Regions from separate parts of the Mus musculus genome. Here region 2 is linked to region 1. The links are chromatin contacts, called in public Hi-C maps. All regions are on one chromosome and are shown on one strand. Each heading gives the region's core, a stretch centred on a gene start, on an enhancer-like site or on the middle of the called end of the contact. The rest is flanking DNA. Distances are from core to core; before and after follow the strand shown.

The links. A called contact is a pair of places that touch in the nucleus more often than the background predicts.
Region 2: a Hi-C map of Th17 cells shows a contact between it and region 1, with 1.9 times the contacts expected there. The contact joins two enhancer-like sites. A contact is called at or near these places in 14 of 484 Hi-C or Micro-C datasets (3T3-L1-derived adipocytes, B cells, CD4 T cells and 8 more), 4 of 115 datasets of contacts at active chromatin or transcription factors (CD8 T cells, effector CD8 T cells, memory CD8 T cells and 1 more) and 2 of 9 other capture datasets (adipose tissue and liver).

The regions. Positions count from the first base shown.
Region 1 is chr3:19,244,879-19,252,713 of GRCm38.p6, forward strand. All of the region lies in intron 3 of Pde7a (phosphodiesterase 7A), which reads right to left. Among named protein-coding and RNA genes, the nearest start is that of Mtfr1, 61 kb to the left of the region's middle. Within about 2 kb of position 2,238, at least 13 of the 459 cell types and tissues checked have an H3K27ac peak or open chromatin away from gene starts, as enhancers often do. A contact at or near this core is called in Th17 cells, where this site is marked.
Region 2 is chr3:19,426,165-19,433,096 of GRCm38.p6, forward strand. No RefSeq gene overlaps it. Among named protein-coding and RNA genes, the nearest start is that of Gm42188, 55 kb to the left of the region's middle. Within about 2 kb of position 3,432, at least 135 of the 459 cell types and tissues checked have an H3K27ac peak or open chromatin away from gene starts, as enhancers often do. A contact at or near this core is called in Th17 cells, where this site is marked.

The DNA.
Region 1 (7,835 bases), core at 988-3,487:
AGAAAAAGGTTTTTCAGAATTGTCCTGGAAGAGCTTCCAAAATACAATCTAATAAAGGGGTTGGGAACTATAAATCAACAATAAAACATCCATTGCTGTGACAATGTTGGAAATGTGTATTTTCTTCACACTTGATAACCCTCTGTCCCTTATCTCTGTCTGTCTGTCTGTCTGTCTCTCTCATACCTGTCTCTGTAGAAGCAAAGTCCTTACACTGAAAACTCCAATAGAGACATCTTCAGGGGCAAAAACTAAGGGTTAAGTTTGGAAGGCTGCCCACAGCATTTCTTTCAACCTAGTTAAGCCTATGCCACTGTACAGGGAGACACCAGGCTGAATGAATTATAGCATTTAGGAATATATGAAAGCGGAGGCATTTGGAAATGGAAAAGAAGCCAGTACCCTTCATTTAGATAATTACTAAAAAGCTCATCCTCTGGCCAAATTACACAAAAACCCAACTCTATTACCAATACTCCGATGAGCTCATCCTGTGACATAAAGCGAGTCATTACTCATCTCACAGCACAAGAGACAACAGACCAGACTTGTCAGCCGTCATCAAGCTTGGACTATTTACTTGCTGATACAGCTTAGAAAGCTGGAGGCATACAAAAGCTCATGTTATTATCAGAGAGTACCATGGCCCCATGGCATAGCCATAGACCAATCAGTATCACCAAAGCTAAAGAGCAAGGGCACTGTGTCCAGGTATCCTTTTTCCGTATTTCTGGACCAGAAAAGAAAGTGGAGAAGAGCTGGTGATTTTTAAAAATATATGTATTTTTCCTTCATCAAAGTAGAAAATAAAGAAGAAATACAAGCTAAGAGAAGAAAGAGGCTGGAGAGGGCTACACTGAACAGCAGGTTCCCATCTCTCCTGCAGGTGCTTCCCTGCTACCCAAGCCACACACAGTTGGGCACAGCTGCTCCATCAGAAAGGTCCTGAAGGAGACAGTCACCGCCACAGGAATCCACAAGGGGGCACCCTGCAATCACTGCCTCTGTACACAAAGAATTACTATGGAAAATTACTGCTCAGATTTTCATGTTTATAATTAAGTACTTTAAGGTTTTAGCTCTAGCTTAGCCAATTTTATGCTGAACAAAGACTGAATAAAAAAATTCTAAATAGTTTCTGTATTGTAATTCTTCTTCTTCTTCTTCTTTTTTTTTTTTTTTTTTGAGACAGGGTTTCTCTGTGTAGCCCTGGCTGTCCTGGAACTCACTCTGTAGACCAGGCTGGCCTCGAACTCAGAAATCCAACTGCCTCTGCCTCCCGAGTGCTGGGATTAAAGGCGTGCACCACCACACCCGGCTCCTAATTTTTCTTTTTTGTCCCTAGTTTTCTTACAACAACAACAAAAAAGAGTGAAAGCCATATCTAAAAGTCATTTAAAAAAGAGTAATTCTAGTTATCATACATCTATGGGACAAGTCTTTTTGTTCTTTGGGGTTTTTTTAAAGAAGAATTTTTAGTCTTAGCATATCTCAGAATATACTGACACATAGAGAAGCACTGTTCCAGGCTTCTGTGAGCAATGTTATTCAGCTGCCTGTGCTGAGAATGGATACAGAATGGCAGAGTGGGTAAAGGCTGGGTGGAACTCCTGCTCTGTCACCAGCTTTGTAACATAAAGCAGATTACTGAATGATCCTCAGTTCTTTATCTGTAAAGCTGGCTCCTGAGGACTGAAGGCAGAGAGCAAATGAGACAGCATACAATCTCTGTACAGTTTGGGGGAAAGAAGCAAGCACTCAATAAACTTATAAAGTATATATTATATGTGTAATAAAATGATAATTATAAGGGCCAGGTGTGGTGGCGCACGCCTTTAATCCCAGCACTTGGGAGGCAGAGCCAGGTGGATTTCTGAGTTCGAGGCCAGCCTGATCTACAGAGTGAGTTCCAGGACAGCCAGGGCTACACAGAGAAACCCTGCATCAAAAACAAACAAACAAACAAACAAACAAACAAACAAAAAAACAAATAAAATGATAATTATAAACATTAAATATTTTAAAAACATAACCTTATACTTTTAACTTTTAAGAGTAGATTTCATTTTTATGGTTACATATTTAATACTGAAAACCACTGCATATGAAAGTACTTCAGAACTAACTGTATATTGACATGATTTCAAAATAGTTTGACAGAACTTTAAATGTATGTAGTAAAAGCTTCACTATGAATAATAAATGACTCACTGCAATAAGAATGAAATGTATCATCAGTACTTTCCCCTTAAGCAATTCGTATAATCCTGGTTCACAGAATTACTGTTCAGTCTGATGATTTGATGATTAAGTAAGAGATTCAAAACTCTTTAAAACTCTTCCTTTTTCTTTTCTTTTTTAAAAAAAAATTCAATACAGGGTTTCTTTGTATAGCACTGGCTATCCTAGAACGCTCTCTGTGGACACAGGCTGGTCTAAAAGTCACAGAGCTTAACCTGGCTCTGCCTCCCAAGTGCTGGGCTCAAAGGTGTGAACTTTCCAGTTCCCTATGAGCCAGCTGGGAGAGGATGGGAAGCAAGTGCCGGCTTCAGCAGCGCACACTCCTTCAAAGAGCAGCTGCAAAATCACATCAGGGCCAAGTTCAACTCCACCAGTTCCATAGAGTCCAAAAGAGCAATGACCTTTAAATTGGATTAAGATTAAGGTCCAATTCATACCAGCCTGCATAGTTTATGCAACAAAGTTATCAAAGACATCTAGAATACTGGCTTCTTCCAAGTCTGGGACAAAGCAATGAAAACCAACAGTTCTTAAATGCAGGAATCTGAGAACATTCTGGAAACTAGCATTTCCCTATGCATCAACATGGCATCTCCACAAGAACCAGTTGGTAAGGGAACTGCCACCAATAGGAGTAGGAACTCGGGTCACTGGCAGGGGAAAATGATGTTGTGTGTGTGTGTGTACATATACGTACATGATCATGTCGGACTACAGCTTGCAGGAGTTGATTCCCTCCTTCCACCATGTGGATACTGACAATTGAACCTAAGTCTTCATGCTTGGCCACAATCACCTTCACCTACTGATCCATGACACTGGCCCACTTTTCTTTTAGTGAAATGCTTTGTGAACAAAGGCAGACAGTATTTCATATAAGACATGACTCTTCATTTTCACTGTGCCATGCTTCCATGTACCACACTTGCAGAAGTTGGCTCTCTCCTTCCACCCACCATGTGGGTCCTGGATACTGAACTCACCTTGGTGACAAGTACCTTTACCAACTGTGCCATCTTGTCAGCTGTTTCTAGTGATAGCTCCATGAATTCAAGGAATGCTGTCTTTGAAACAGGTGTGATTTCAAGACAAGTATATGGGAGTCAACTAATTTATCTGAAACTTTAGACAAAGAATGGCCTTGGTCTATAATGGCACAACTACAAGTGCACGCTAGATGTTTATGTAAGAATCCAATACAGTTTGGTCTTCGTTCTTCTTGAGTTTCATGCGTTTAGCAAATTGTATCTTATATCTGGGGTATCCTAAGTTTCTGGGCTAATATCCACTTATCAGTGAGTACATATTGTGTGAGTTCCTTTGTGATTGGGTTACCTCACTCAGGATGATGCCCTCCAGGTCCATCCATTTGGCTAGGAATTTCATAAATTCATTCTTTTTAATAGCTGAGTAGTACTCCATTGTGTAGATGTACCACATTTTCTGTATCCATTCCTCTGTTGAGGGGCATCTGGGTTCTTTCCAGCTTCTGGCTATTATAAATAAGGCTGCTATGAACATAGTGGAGCATGTGTCCTTCTTACCGGTTGGGACCTCTTCTGGATATATGCCCAAGAGAGGTATTGCGGGATCCTCTGGTAGTACTATGTCCAATTTTCTGAGGAACCACCAGACTGATTTCCAGAGTGGTTGTACAAAGTGTGGACACTTTGCCCCTTCTTAGAATTGGGAACAAAACACCCATGGAAGGAGCTACAGAGACAAAGTTTGGAGCTGTGATGAAAGGATGGACCATCTAGAGACTGCCATATCCGGTGATCCATCCCATAATCAGCTTCCAAATGCTGACACCATTGCACACACTAGCAAGCGTTTGCTTAAAGGACCCAGATAGAGCTCTCTCTTGTGAGACTAGGCCGGGGCCTAGCAAACACATAAGTAGATGCTCACAGTCAGCTATTGGATGGATCACAGGGCCCCCAATGGAGGAGCTAGAGAAAGTACCCAAGGAGCTAAAGGGATCTGCAACCCTATAGGTGGAACAACATTATGAACTAACCAGTACCCCTGAGCTCTTGACTCTAGCTGCATATGTATCAAAAGATGGCCTAGTCGGCCATCACTGGAAAGAGAGGCCCATTGGACACGCACACTTTATATGCCCCAGTACAGGGGAATGCCAGGGTGAAAAAGTGGGAGTGGGTGGGTAGGGGAGTGGGGGGGGGTATGGGGGACTTTTGGGATAGCATTGGAAATGTAAATGAGGAAAATACCTAATAAAAATATTAAAAAAAAATCCAATACAGAAGACAAGAAACACTTTTGCAGACCAATCAATCACCAAAACAAAGCAGCTTGTGAATAGGAAGGTAGGGAGAGGCCATGGGAAACTGAAGAAGAAAGCAAAGACAGACATACAGGTCGGAAAGTGCCAGGCAAACACCAATGCTTAAGAGTCAGAAAGTAGCAATAAACTCCAGGCACAGCAGATGCCCTTGTACAGGTACTACACGCCGAAGTCAGTCAACCCAAGACAATGAGACCAGTCTGACCCACACTAGACAGCTCAAGCATACATAGACACAGATGTTTTTCATACCATATAACTATGAAGCAAACAATCCAAGCTTCATACAGCTTTGCCACAATGAAAGGAAACAACTACAAGCCAACACACCCGAGAACTATGGGAAATCTATGAAGAGTTTTGTATGTTTCAGCAGTCAGTTGCTGTAATGAAGACAACATAAAAGGCTAGGCTCAAGAGAAAAGCAACAAAAAGCCCGAACCTGAGTGACAGTTAATAAAGATTATCTTGGGGAACTGCAAGTGAGACCCTGTAACTGTTGAGGTTTGGCCTCTGGTATGTATTGTAATGCTAGATACTGGCCCCCAAGGTCAAGAGAAGCCACATATAAACCCAAGTGGCACTATGTAACCTTTCCCCAAGTTATTCCTGATTGGTAAATAAAGATGCTGACAGCCTATAGCTGGGCAGAGTTTCTGGGCTCCCAGGTGTGCTGTCAGAAGAGACCACAAAGAGAGGAAAGAGTGCCAAGGGCCAGCCTCAGCTTGGAGGGTTGTTTGAGAATGGAGAAGTAAATGACTCGAAGTTGAATGATGGGTCCAGGCTGGTTGCCTGTATTCTGCTCAAGACAGCTTCCAAACTGCTCTATGTTCTGCTTTCTCGGGAGATCTCCAGACAGGTCTTTTCTCTATTTTTCTGTTTGAGACAGTTCTGCAAGCAGTTCATTTTTGTTATTCTAAAATTTCTCTGGATAGCTCAACTTTTGCAGACCATAAGCCCAGTCTTTTCTTCTACATATCAATCCAATCATTTACTTCAGGTTCCCTTTTAATTATCCTACGATGCAGCATTCCAGGACCCCAGTTCCTTGGGAAGGCAAGCACACTTTTTTTTTTTTTTAAACATTGCAAAGGAATTCAGAGATCTGCCTGCCTCTGTTAAGCACAGATGATGAGGTAGCTGGGTGGAACCCTACTCTGAAATGACCATTTCTACCACACCTGGACCTAACCTTGCTATGCCCAGGCTGATCCTAAACCCAGGAGTCTGCCTGCCCATGTAAGCATAAACAGAGCACTCAGCTGGTTGGGGTTGCCTTGGACAATCCCTTTCTCGTTCCTTAGTTAGTATCTGACAAGTTGGCTTGCTGCTCACCTGCTCCTGTTCCTTTCAATTCCTGACGCTACTCATACGATTCATATTGCATCTTTATATTTTGCATGGTTGATAAGTTATATTTTTAAATTCATGTTTTTTGAGTTCTGTTCCACAGCCTAGGGCTGTCCTGAAGGTCCTAGCGTTTACGATTTTGCTGAGACAGTAGCCACACCTTCGACTCCAGGACTCATGCTGTCTCTGATGGTCATGGAGTCATTACCATTAACAGGGAGGACATTCCTTCCGAGAAATGTGAAAATGTGTACAACAGACAAACAAGCCTACACCCACAGCAACCATCAACACTCGTGGAGGCCCAGGCCTGCTGGCCCTGTTCCCGAGGCAGCAACCATGTCATCCCACCCTTACCAAGGCCATGCTCACCCAGCAAAAGAGCATGCGGAAGAGAAGATGCCATGAGGGCAGATGTACTACCAAGAGAACATGGCCAGGAGAGACAGAAAATGTTTGGGGAACACCTCTGGAAATGTAGCCAAGCTAGAAGTTAGAAAAGTAGATTAGGGATTCTAACTGGCTGAATTTTAAGCAAAGAAAGGGTTAGTTGATGTGTGCCAGCGTGTGTGTGTGTGTGTGTGTGTGTGTGTGTGTGTGTGTGCCAGAGGATGATGTCAAATGACATCCTCAATAGCTCTCCACTCTTTTTGTTTGTTTTATTTTTGGTAGTGATGGTACTGAGCACGGGGCCTCTTATATGTGAGGTACACAGTACCATTACAACATAGCCCTAGCACTCCCAGACTTTGAGCTAAGGTCTCTAGTGAAACGTGGAGATCATCAATTTACTCGACTGGCTGAGCAGCAAGGTCAGGCCCTCCCCCCTCCACTCCGTGTGTCCTGGGATCTGAGGCTTGTCCTCCCATACCTTGTTTTATAGGGGGTGCTAAGGATCGAAACTCACATGGTAAGCACTTTACTGAGACATCTCCTTGGGACACAAACACAAATCGACATGGAATTCCTATCATCATGTCCAATTAAGAGAGGAACTCTATATGGCCAGTAGAACACGGAACACACCAGCTCTATAGGTTCCTTGGAACTTAGGCTTCAGCTCACTGATGCAAAGGAAGGAACAGCAAGGAGCTTGCTTTTTTTAGTAGATTGTAGCTAATATACATAAAATAAATAAATCTTAAAAAAATAACTAAGATGCAGGGATGAAAATTAAAGTTGTTTTAGACTCAGAGGACAATGCAGAAATGTGTATCAAGAACCCTAAACATCTCCTCTCAGGAGTTCACGACCAGAACTAGAAAGGGATAATCGGGTATTAAATGTGTGAGTTCATGCAGAGAAATTTACATTTTCCTTGCTCGTGATCATAATGTCTTTTTTGACACCAGAAGAAGGCATCAGTTCTCATTACAGATGGTTGTGAGCCACCATGTGGTTGCTGGAGAACTGAACTCAGGACCTCTAGAAGAGCAGTCAGTGCACTTAACAGCTGAGCCATCTCTCCAGCCCCATCTTAGTTAATTATTTGTTGAACGTCCCTAAGTTACAGGAATCTGTTTGTTTAGTAAGGCTGATAATTTATTATAGTTAGTAAGTTTTTGTGCTCAACTGATTTTTCTTTCCTTTATTGGAGATAGAAGGGAGGCTGAGACAAAGTCTCATATACCCCAGGGTGTCCTCGTTCAGCATGTACCTGAAGCTGGCCTTGAACCCCTGAACTTCTTGCCTCTACCTCCCAATTGCTAGGATTATAAGTGTATATCATTAACTGACTGTCTTCTTTTTCATACCCAAGCCTACACCTTTAGTAGGATTGACTTATTTATTTTGAGTTCAGTAACCCAAGCTGGCCTCAGACTGCTAATCCTTTGCCTTGATTCTGGAGAGCTGGGATCACAGGCATAAGCCACCATACCCAGCTCAAGCTCTTCATAGTAAAAGCCTACGGATACCAAATGAAGGTGCATTTATA
Region 2 (6,932 bases), core at 2,182-4,681, 180 kb after region 1:
CTGTCAGCCCTTTACCTCCAGCACTGCTGGAAAAGCTCCATGAGTCATTTGATGCAGCTGTGGCTCAGGTTACTGGCACCAAAGGCAGACATACTTCACATCTGCTACTCAACTAGCCATTGCCCAGCCCTGCCTGTCTTGTCACATCTTGCCTCTTCCATTTCCCTTTTGACCCCTGTTCCTGTCTGGGTGTGTTGCCAACACTATGATGCAACTCCTCAAATTCTTCACATTGTCAGGAACTTTTCTGGACATTCAGGCACATACTTCTTAAGTAGAGCAGAGCAGGTGCATTTTCTGGCACCCTACCAGACAGGAAAGGCTGGAGGTCCAATACTGAGTTATGCGGGGAGAGGAGGAGAGGGCTGGGGACTGGGGGGATTGAGGTACTTTCCAGTCTCACCATGCCTGCCTCTTGACTTAGTGTTTCTCCTTGCCTCGTGTCCCTGTCTTTCCTAACCCTCCTTCTAATATAGTTTTACTTCTACATTTTGGCTTCAAACATTCATTTGGACATGGATAACATTTTCTCATGCTTCCATGGCTCTTCAGAGCCTCCACTTTCCTCCAGGTTGCCTCCTGCCCTGCAATGTCAGTTAAAACAGTGCATGACTCATTAGTTGTGGACCAGTACAATATGCAGAACCTGGACATCACTGAGATCTAGTTAGACCACTGTGTCTCCTAATAGCAGGAGATGTTCTGACAGTCCTGTCATTGAGTAGTTGCCATGAGAACTCAGGGCACGGTTACACAGTTAGATGCTCTAGTTCAGTCACTCCATATGTATCCATATGCATCTTGATATACCCAGGGAGTGTGGGAATAAAATATATGAAGCCATTTGCTGCTGTTACATGACATTACTGGTTTACAGTAAACTTTTTCATATAAGGAATATACTTTAAAATGATTAAGAAGTATAAAACAGTAAATCCACAACAGCAATATAGTCATTTATTATAGAATACTATGTACTGCACATAACTGTGTACTGTGCTTTTTTGCAAATTTAATTTTTCATTATTCTATTTCATTTATATGTTTACATATATGTATATGTGGTATATGTGCACTTATGTGTGTTTATTCATGTGCACGTGTGTATGCATGGAGATCAGAGGAAGGCGTTGCTTGCTCTTCTGTCATTTCCCACTGTGTTTCCTTGTGGCAAGGTTCTTTCCTAAATTTGGGGTTTGAGATCTTTGGCTAAGTTGGAAGCCAAGAAACGCCAGTGATCCCTTTGCCTTTGCTTTCTGCAGTTCTGGAGTAACAGATGCCCAGAAGGTCATTCCTGGCTTCCGTGTGTGTGCTGGGATCCACACTCTGGGCCCTGTGCTGATACAGCACGTGCTTAACTGCTGAGCCACCTCTCTGACCCCTGTGCTATACTTTATGTGATGACAGCATAGTCCGTTTGAATGTCCTGCATCACAGGTAGAGGTGGTTATAATATCACTAGGTGATAAGAATTTTTCATGTCCTTTGTAAAATATGGTGTCTCTGACTACAGTGTTTTTGTAGTGTAGGACATATTGTAAAATAGAGTTGTTTATTCTGATGTGATCCAGGGTCAGCATTAGGGAAAAGGTGAAAACCCCTTTCCTGCCAGGTGTGTAAAACCGCTAGGGCACTGGTTCTCAACCTGTGGGTCTCGTCCCATTTAGGTAGTCAAATGATCTTTTCGCAGGGGTCACATAGATATCCTGCAATCAGGTATTTACATTGTGATTCAGAACAGAAGCAAAATACAGTTATGAAGTAGCAACAAAATAATTTTGTGGTTGGGGGGGTCACCACAACATGAGGAACTGTATTAAAGACTTGCAGCATTAGGAAGGGTGGCAACTCTGCTCCAGAGGTTGTCTGTCCCACTGTGCTCTCAGAGGAGCAACCCTAGTTTTATGATCTGAACACACTGAAGGGTCTGTCTCTTGTTTATGAGACTGAGTGGCCAGCATCTGAGTTAGACTGTGATGCACAAACTGAAAAATATTTCTGTTCACGCAATGGGGCAACTTCTGTCTGACAAGTTAACCCCATTCACCCGGGGAATTTCTAGACCTGTGTTATGGCTCATTCAGAAGCTACACTCCCAGTCTACAGTTCAGAAACTTCTTAGGCAACTGGATGGTATTCTGGTAGACTAAACAATAAAATGGATATTGACACTTGGAAAATAAGTTGTCCTTATATATGTAAGCCTCTGACTCAGGTATGGGAAGAAAAACATAAAAGAGCAATGATTAAACAAAATTACAAAACAACAAACCCAAGAAGGTGATGAAGGTAGAAACAATGTTACATTCCCCAAAGGATTCTTATGTGAAGAATCCCTAAGGTGTATCACAGAAATGAAAGAAAAATTAGATGTAAATCTATGTAACAAATGAAGCCACTGCAGTCAGAGAACTTTAGCAGAAGTTTGGAATCCTAAGGCCTTTGTTATGTCTAAGAGTGCAGAGAGTGGATTTCTGAAGCCATTTGCAGGGTGTGGCTGAGTGTAGCCCTCCTGGGCAAGAATGCAATGTTTTCTCACTCACCTGGAGACTGATTCCAATAGATTTCTTTTCTTTCTTTAAGTTTTTAAAAATTTATTTATTTAACTTATGTGTATGAGTACACTGTCACTCTTCAGACACACCAGAAGGGGGCATCAGATCCCATTACAGATAATTGTGAGCCACCATGTGGTTGCTGGGACTTGAACTCAGGACCTCTGGAAGAGCAGTTAGTGCTCTTAACTGCTGAGCCATCTCTCCAGCTCCAATGGATTTCTTATTAGAGTCTGTGTGAAACGTGAAATACAGAGGAAGCAAGTAACACTCAGGTTTTTGGCCCACGAAGCTGATCCATGGTTTTAGAATTGAATGAGTCTGGGAGGGGAAAAGATGGCCAGAGGCCCTTCTCTCCAGCTCTTCACCTCCAGCCTTCACCTTATTTCCTGGTCCTTCTTTAAAGCCTCATGTGAAAAAAACAAATACACTCCCCTGCTTCTCTTTTACATAGCAGCCTAGAGGCCCTCAGCTGATGAGTCAGGTCTGTCTCATGCCTGTTAGAAAGCTGGGCTCCAGCCTGCTGTGCTGGTGCATGCCTTTACTTCCAGAGCTTGGGAGGCAGGCCTAGCTGTATCTCTCTGCATTTGAGGCCAGCCTGGTCTACATAGTGAATTCCAGGAGATCCAGAGCTACATATTGAGGCTCTGGCTCAAAACCAAAACTCAAAGGAAGCTGGGTTCCCACACATCTTCTTTCTGATGATCTTTCTTTGTTTTCCCCACATAAGGTTAAGAAACTATCTGTAAGATAAACTGAAGGAATAAACTTCAAACATTGCCCCCAAACAAGTACCGACAAACAGCAATCGGGTGAACACTCAGAAAGACTAGCCTTCTGGCCAGGTTTTGGGATTAATGGGCTTTGTGATGAGTCACACTTTAAGTCTGCTTTGCTAAATCTTGCCCCTTGGCATGTGGCACTGTTGATGTAAGGCAGAGACAAGAGAACTACCTGTTTCTATGTCAACTACAGTGACTTCTAGACAAGAGAGTGCTCTATTGAAAATGGGTTGTGAGGTCAGTATGCAGCTCCAGACATCAGGTGTGTGGTGCAAGAGACTCAAAGATGGTACTTGCTTTTCCTTAAGTGGTTGGAGTTTTCTCTTAGAGCTCTGGGAATACTTCCTGGTCCTGGCAAACTCTTACTCATAGCCTCTCCCCGACCACAAGTCATCCAGGAGGCAGCTCCTGTTGCAGAGAGAAGTGAACAGGAAATGTCTTCATCAGGGTTGTAGGTCACCCACATGACTGAGGTTTCTGTGCAGCGCTGTGCATCTTGTGTATCTCTGCTTACGGCTCATAGACCCTGCCTCTTTCCTTCTAGTGCAGCGTGAGGCCCTTTTCCCAGCCCCTTTCTACAATCTCTGTTATTTTTGCTTTTTATCAGCCTGTGTCTTTCCCTAGTAGGACACTGTTCCATTGCTTGAAAAGTGGTCTGATTCACAGCCTCTATGCTTGTGTGGTTCGAGCATCCAAACTTCTGGCTCCCTATGAGATAGCAGACCCCTAGTCCAGCACAAACCCACAGGACTCTTTGTATACTCTTTACTCTTCCTGTCCTGGGTTGCTGCCTGTCTGTATTCTGAGCCACACTCCCACAGCTCCTCTGTGGACATGTGATGTGTTTATGCAAAAACTACTTCTTGTGGTGTGCTTGCTTTGCATGCTCAGTTGATGTGGTTATACCTCGTCATATGTTTTTATATATTTTGTGACATTTCTTTTGGGTGTCCTGGGTATGTAATGGTTCAGTAATACTTCCGCTCTCTAAAATGTTTGCTATAATCATGGGACTTGTTTTGCACAAGAAAACGTGAACAGAAGTGACATTGTTACCACTGGGTGGAGGCTTGAAGAACTGTTGTGTGTGTTAGCATATTCTCTTTTTCCTTCCAAGGCTAGTACCATCAATCAGAAATCCAATAGAAATCATGTATGAAATTAAAACACTTCAGTAGTTACATTTCAAAAGAAAAAGTCAAAATTAATTTTAACAATATAGTTTATTCAGTCTGACTAAGTAAATAAATCATTCAACAGATAATAAGTTACATTTTACCCTTTCATGTTAAATGTAAGATTTAATGTATATTTCACAATTATTTCTCTAGCCAGATGAGCCACATTTCAGCCTCAATAGGTGTGTATGGATAATGACTATAGTTATCTTTGGTATCCATTGATAGTCAATTCCAGGAAGGCCAGCTGATAAAATCTGCAGATGTTCAAGTACTTCATATAATTGTGACAGAGGGTTTGCATATAACGTATGTCAAACCACTCTCATGTGTATTTAATCATCTCCAGATGACTTTATAATACCTAACATAGTTAAATATAGGGTAAGTAGTTTTTATACTCTATACAGCATTTAAATAATTTGCTTTGTACAGGACCTTAATATATAACAAAGATTGACCCAAAATTCAGAATCGCCCTCAGCTCCTTGAGTATTGGGAGTATGGGCATACATCATTATGCCCACATATTTTCTTGTAGTTTGTTTGGCTTAAATTTTTTTTAGCTGGATGTGGTGGTGCACACCTTTAGTCTCAGCACTTAGAATGCAGAGGCAGGCAGATCTCTGAGTTTGAAGCCAGCCTGGTTTATATAATGGGTTCCAGAACAGATAGGGATAGAGAGAGAGACTCTGCCCCTGACTCCCCCTACCCCTCAAAAAAGTTTGAGACAGGAACTTGCTTCATGATACACGCTAGTCTGGAACTCACTATGGATTCTAGACTGGCCTCAGATTTATGATGCCTCTGCCTTTGCCTTCTAGACCAGGATAACCATGCTATAATCCACAGACCGAAATAACAAGGAGGACCCAAGGTAGGATGCTTGAATCCCACTTAGAAGGGGAAATAAAATAGACATGGAAAGTGGATAGATGGAGGGAACTGAGTGGGAAATGTGGTACAGTGAAGATCAGATGTGGGAAGGGCAGATGGGGGTGGAGAATTGGGAGAGAGAATGGAAATCAGTGGAAGGGGGCACATTTCTGGGACAAACTAGAGACCAGGGATGGGGAAGCTTTTAGGAGGATATGGGAATGACCCTGGCTGAGGTTCCTAGCAGCAGGGGATATGGAGCCTGAAGTGGCCTCCGGTAGCCAGGTGAGACATCCAGTGGAGGGAGGGAGACAACAACCCACTCACCTTAGGGCTAGTATCCGCTAATCAGTGAGTATGTACCATGTATGTCTTCTAGGTCTGGGTTGTCTCACTCAAGATGTTATTTTCTAGTTCCATTCTTTTGCCTACACATTTCATAATGTCCTTGTTTTTAATAGCAGAATAGTATTCTATTATGTAAATATACCATATTTTCTTTATCCATTCTTTTGTTGAGGGACTTCTAGGTTTGTTGTTTCCAGTTTCTGGCTATTACTAAGGAAACTTCTATGAACATAGAGGAGCACATGTCTTGTGGTATGGTTGAGAATCTTTTGGGTATGATCAGGAGTGATATAGTGGGATTGTAAGGTAGAACTGTTCTGAAATTTCTAAGAAACCACCAGATTGATTTCCACAGTGGTTGTACAAATTTGCACTTCCACTAGCAATGGAGGAGTGTTCCCCTTGCTCCATATCCTCACCAGCATGTGCTATCACCTGAGTTTTTTATCTTAGCTATTCTGAAGGATGGAATCTCATTTTGATATGCATTTTGCATTTCCCCCATGACTAAGGACATTGAATATTTCTTTTTTTTAAATTTTTAAAAACTTTTTTTCTTTCAGTGGGTATTTTCTTTATTTACATTTCAAATGTTATCTCCTTTCCAGGTCTCCTTTCTGGAAACCCCCTATTCCTTCCCCCTCCCTCTGCCACTAAGAGGGTGCTCCCCCATTCACCATCCCCCCCCCCCCCGTATTCCCCTATACTGCAGCATCAAACACCCTCATGACGAAGAGCCTCTCCTCCCACTAATGTCCTACAAGGTCATACTCTGCCACATATGTGGCAGGAGTCCAGAGTCCCTCCATGTGTATTCTTTGGTTGGTGGTCCAGTCCCAAGGAGCTCTTGGGGGTCTGGCCTGTTGACACTGTTACTCCCCCTATGGGGCTGCAAAACCCCTCAGCTCCTTCAGTCTCTTCTCCAGCTTCTCCATTGGGGACCTTGTGTCCAGTCCAATGGTTGGCTGCAAGCACCCACCTCTGTACTTGTCAGGCTCTGGCAGAGACTCTCAGGAGAGAGCCATATCAGGCTCCTATCAGCATGCACTTCCTGGCATCAGCAATAGAGTCCGGGTTGGTCACTGTATATGGGATGGGTCCCCAAGTGGGGCAGTCTCTAGATGGCCTTTCCTTCAGTCTCTGCTCCACACTTTGTCTCTATATTTCCTCCTGTGAGTATTTTGTTATCTCTT